2 separate regions of the Ovis canadensis genome follow, and region 2 is linked to region 1. Evidence: chromatin contacts called from public Hi-C data. All regions are on one chromosome and are shown on one strand. The core of a region is the stretch at or near the end of the contact, and the rest is flanking DNA. Distances in the headings are between cores, read along the strand shown.

The links. A called contact is a pair of places that touch in the nucleus more often than the background predicts.
Region 2: a Hi-C map of fibroblasts shows a contact between it and region 1, with 3 times the contacts expected there. The contact joins the enhancer-like site here to the promoter of TP53TG5 in region 1. A contact is called at or near these places in 2 of 2 Hi-C or Micro-C datasets (fibroblasts and lung).

What each region holds. Positions count from the first base shown.
Region 1 is chr13:88,991,142-88,993,841 of ARS-UI_OviCan_v2, reverse strand. It overlaps TP53TG5 (TP53 target 5), which reads left to right and starts at 1,266. Exons shown (of 4, transcript XM_069547075.1): 1 at 1,266-1,313; 2 at 1,583-1,657; 3 at 1,860-1,990. The coding sequence starts at 1,266. All of the region lies in intron 2 of SYS1 (SYS1 golgi trafficking protein), which reads right to left.
Region 2 is chr13:89,065,813-89,068,519 of ARS-UI_OviCan_v2, reverse strand. No RefSeq gene overlaps it. Among named protein-coding and RNA genes, the nearest start is that of PIGT, 48 kb to the right of the region's middle. Within about 2 kb of position 1,404, the one cell type or tissue checked has open chromatin away from gene starts, as enhancers often do. A contact at or near this core is called in fibroblasts, where this site is marked.

The DNA.
Region 1 (2,700 bases), core at 17-2,516:
ATATTCCAAACCTTTTCACTATTCTACTTGTTACGGTGACTTGCGAGCCTTGATGTTACTCCTACAACTCACTGAAGGCTCAGATGATGATAAGGGTTTTTTATCAATTAAGTATTTTTAAATTAAGGTATGCACATTTTTCAGACATAATGCTATTATTGCACATTTAATAGACTACAGTATAGTGTAACTTTTATATACACTGGGAAACCAAAAGACTCTGGTAATTCACTTTATTGCAGTGGTCTGGAATTGAACCCGCCATATCTCTGAGGTATGCCTATACACTGTAAATAGCCACACATACCCAAAAAAGGCTGAGCAAATACATTCCCAGTATTTGAAAACAGTGGCAGTGAGCAAGTCGATCGGATCACTGAGAAATGAATTCCAAAATCTTCATTCCTCCACTTTTTCATTTTCTTCTTACTCTTTAGTATGAATGAAAACATCAACATTCATGTTGGAATGATACCTGTTCGTCTATTACAACCATAAGTGGACTATGGATGCAAGAGTTAGGCAAAACTTGAGAAAAGTATACTGTAAGAGTAAATTGGCCCTACGGGATTCACAATACGAGTATTTGTAGAATTTTATTATTTTCGATTTCTTTCAGTAAAATTTATGATAAACACACATTCACACACACATACACATACTTTATTTCAGACAGCCCATTATTGAATCTTTACAAGAACACATACTGTCTCTTCTCCACTAGAATGAAAGTTCCTTGATGGCAGAATTTTTTTTTATTCCAGCACTCAGAACACACCGGACACACAGCAGATGCACATGAGCGAACACGCATGACATGAATGAACAGACGAGCACAGGTGAGAACCAGGTTTCGCGGGCTGACTGCCAGACCTTATGTTTCCAGCTCCACCACTCTCCAGCTGTGTTGGCCTTGAGGAAATTATTTAATTTCTTTGAACCCTGATTTCTTCATTTAAAAAAGTGGGGGAGAATCTTCCTACCTTGCAGGGAAATAGTGACAGTGTGTGCCTCTGCCTGGCACCCACCAGGTATCTGCACAGACAGGAGTCACCTTCTCACCCTCCACCCCTGCCACACACATACTCCTTGGAGACCTGCCACTGTCACACATTTCAGTGATGTCACAGCCCCCCTCCCTGGGAGCACCAGCACAAGCATCCTGACGCCCAGCCTGAGTGTGGGCTGAGCTGGGGGCAGACAGGCGCAGGCAGGGCCAGGTACCAGTCTTGCGCCATCTGTCCAATATGTGCCACAGCTCCAGCATGCGTCCACTGACAAAGAAGAGGCCCAAGAATAAGGTGGTTTCCAAGGTTGGACTTGGGACTGGATCTAGTGGAGGTCTCAACAAAGCATCCAACCACGCCCAGGGTGGGGGTCTTTCTGCCTAGGGGGAGGGGGAGAGGTGAAGGGGGTCAAGAGAGTTATAACAGGCTCCCCATTTCCACCCCCAAACCAAGGTGACAAAAATCACAGTCTAGGGTTTATCAACCCGCCCAGTGGAGAGGCATTAACGGGCGTTCAGGGGGCTCATCCTGTGTTAGCATTTCCCCTCACCTGCTCTTTCCCTCTCTCTTGTCAGATGCAAGCTAAGGAACCACAGGACAAGATACATCAGCCTGTCAGCAAAGTAATCGCACGGAACCGACTTAAAATGGTGAGATGCCGCATTTGGGTGCCCACTAAAGAAAGCCTGAGCCCCCACACTATGCTGCTCAGGGCTGCCATGGGTGACCCGGAAGGAGTCAACCGGCCTCACCATGAGCTGAGCTGAGCCAAACTCCAGGTGGGGGTTGGGAGGCTATCCCAAGAAAGCTGAAGCTTCCAATTCTTTTTTTCTGTCTCTTCATCCCTAGCAGGTATTAAAACACTTGTCACTCTTGAAGCTGCTCAAAAGCTCGAACCCTCGGATCCAAGAACTGCATAACCTGGCCAGAAGGTGTTGGAATTCACTGCTCAGGGTTCCAAAGATCCTGGGGCTCTCCTCTGGGTGAGCTTGGCCCACCCATGGCCCCCATCATGGGCCCGATAGCCGTCTTTACTAGGAACAGGCACTGTGCTAGTTTAGAAACCCGCTTTTTGATAAGGCTCTGGAAGAAAGGGAGCCATTTAGTAGCCCTATTTTAGTGATGGAGAGTTGGGGCTCAAGAGATGCTGTAACTTGTTCCATTAACTGAACTGCTAAGTGGCAGAGCTAGGATTTGAAGCTGTTCCCAGCTGAAATCAGAGCTGCTGTCATAAGTATGGTCATAATCATCCAATCATGGGACTAACTACCATCTGGGGCTCTGAGCAAGCGGGCCCCCTTCCTGCCCCTCCCAATTCATCACCACCCACAGATTTACCCACAGACTAGTCATCCTGCTGAGGCCCAGCTCCCTCCCACTAAGAAAGCTGACATTTATAAGGCACCTGCTAAGGGCTTCCCTGATAGCTCAGTTGGTAAAGAATCCACCTGGGTTCAATCCCTGGGTTGGGAAGATCCCCTGGAGAAGGGAGAGGCTTCTCACTCCAGTATTCTGGCCTGGAGAATTCCATGGATTGGGTTGGGGAAATCCCCTGGAGAAGGGAAAGGCTACTCACTCCAGTATTCTTGTCTGGAGAATTCCCTGGACTGTATAGACCATAGGGTCACAGAGTCGGACACAACTGAGCGACTTTCACTTTCACTCTTCAAGGGCCAGGTACCCTGCAGAGCAT
Region 2 (2,707 bases), core at 155-2,654, 75 kb before region 1:
AAGAAGTTAGTGAGTTTTCCAAGCCTAGATTGGGTGTGCAGAAGCACTACAGACAGGCTTCCTAGAGTAGCTGACTCAGTGTTCCCATCTTGGAAAGGGGAGCGTGTGAGTAGGCTCCGGTTATCATGATGGACATTCCAGCGGATAACCTTCTGCCAAGCTGGCCCCTGAAGGACGTGCTCAGTATGTGGTTTCACAGGACAATTCAGCCGCTTCTCCTGGGACACAGCAAGGAGGAAAGACACCATGTAGGTGTGAACGGTGTGTGGTGCCCTGAGCTCCACCTGTTTCCCCAGCCCTTCCCCTCTCAAACTGCCCTGTCATTTCTCTCACCTCTGGGACCCGGACACGTGTCAGCAGGACTTCATGCAGTCCTGTGATGTGTGGAAGCTGTTCTGATTCCCCAAACAGTCACCATATATAAAGGTCTCCAGTGTCCAGCCTTGGTGTTGCAGAAACACCCAATCTTCCAGTCCTTGCAGGGACTCATGACAGAAGACCATCTGAGAAGCCTCTGGAATTGCAGAGGCAGCGGGTCAGATATGAGGATAGTCATCACAGCTCGGCCTACAAGGTCAACAACTGAAGCCACCAGTCGGTTTGCAGTAGAGAATGTTAGGGTGGTGGGGCTGGTCAGGTTGAAAAGCCACTTGACAATCTGCTTCCTGGGACCTTATTTTCATATTGCTAGTTGTGACCATGATGTGGCAATTGTGTACAAATTTATATCTCCTTCATGAAGTATTCTAAGATTAATTGGTATGATTCCTTTGATTAGCTTCAAAACACTCTGCCAAAAAACACGCAGTACGACACAGGTAAAAAGTATTCACCACATGTCAGTAATTATTCAGCTGGGTACACTATATTGATACTGTGATTTATAATAAGAAATATTGTATTTGTTTTCCATCCATTTCCTGGAAGAGTTCCTAAACCTTGGTACTTCTTTCATATACATATTTTTTTTCTGGTAAAATCCCAATAGTGAGATATTTAAAAAATAAAAGTATACAGCACAATAAAATCTTCATCTTGATGCTAGTGAAACCCTTTGACTCTGAACAATCACCAATGGCTAATGATTGAATGTATCGTGAGTGGGTAAAGACACTTCCATAAAAAGCTCAAAGAGAAGACATTCATGTCTCCAAAGAACTGACATCGATCCAGAAAACAACATAGGTACAAGCTCCATCCTGACTCACCTGGACCAACATAGGTACAGGCTCCATCCTGACTCACCTGGACCACAGCAGCCTGCTCACTGGACCTCTGTCTCTCTCCTTCGCCCTCTAGAGGGCAGCCTAAACTGCAGTCTCGAAGATCCCAGTTCTATCCCGTGGCTCCCATTACCAAATCCTCATGACTCCCCATCGTTCTGAGTCAAATTCTGACTCAGTAAGTTTCACAAGCATAACTTGTCCCCGTGGCCTCTCTGCCTCATTCCCTTCCACTGCCCTCCATTCCACTCACTCGGCCCCAACAGCCACGGTCCTGACTGCTATTCAAACACACCAGGCACTTGGACCAAAGCCTCCACTCAAACCTCTCCTTTTCACAGTTTCTCTGACCTTTACAGAAAGAGCACAACATCCTTTCTCCCCACCACTCTCTACCTTCAAAAAACTCATAACTTACCATAGGGTTTCCCCCCTTCTTTGCTATTATCTATCTCCCTCAAAGAAGGCAAGATATTTTGCCCCATTTTGGCTACTGAGAACACTGCTTTGCAGGGACTTAATAAATGCAAATAGATTTAAGGGATTAAATAAATGCAATAAGTGCAAATAGATTTAAGGGATTAGATCTGATAGAGTACCTGAAGAAATACGGACAGAAGCTTGTGATATTATACAGGAGGCAGTGATCAAGACCATCCCCAAGAAAAAGAAATGCAAAAAGGCAAAGTGGTTGTTTGGGAAGACCTTACAAATATCTGAGAAAAGAAGAGAAGCTAAAGGCAAAGGAGAAAAGGAAAGATATAACCATTTGAATGCAGGGTTTCAAAGAATAGCAAGGAGAGATAAGAAAGCCACCCTCAGTGATCAATGCAAAGAAATAGAGGAAAACAGTATAATGGGAAAGACTAGAAATCTCTTCAAGAAAATTAGAGATACCAAGGGAACATTTCATGCAAAAATGGGCACAATAAAGGACAGAAATGGTATGGACCTAGCAGAAGCAGAAGATATTAAGAAGAGGTGGCAAGAATATACAGAAGTATTATACAAAAAAGATCTTCATGACCCAGATTACAATGATGGGGTGATCACTCCCCTAGAGCCAGACATCCTGGAGTGTGAAGTCAAGTGGGCCTTAGGAAGCATTACTACGAACAAAGCTAGTAGAGGTGAAGGTGAAGTCGCTCAGTCATGTCCGCCTCTTTGTGACCTCGTGGACTGTAACCTACTAGACTTTTTTGTCCATGGGATTCTCCAGGCAAGAATACTGGAGTGGATTGCCATTTCCTTCTCCAGGGTATCTTCCCGAACCAGGGATCAAACCCGGGTCTCCTGCATTGGAGGCAGACGCTTTAACCGCTGAGCCACCAGGAAGTGAAGGTGATCAAAATATAATTGAGCTATTTCAGATCCTAAAAGGTGACGCTGTTAAAATGCTGCACTCAGTATGCCAGCAAATTTGGAAAACTCAGCAGTGGCCACGGAACTGGAAAAGGTCAGTTTTCATTTCAATACAAAAGAAA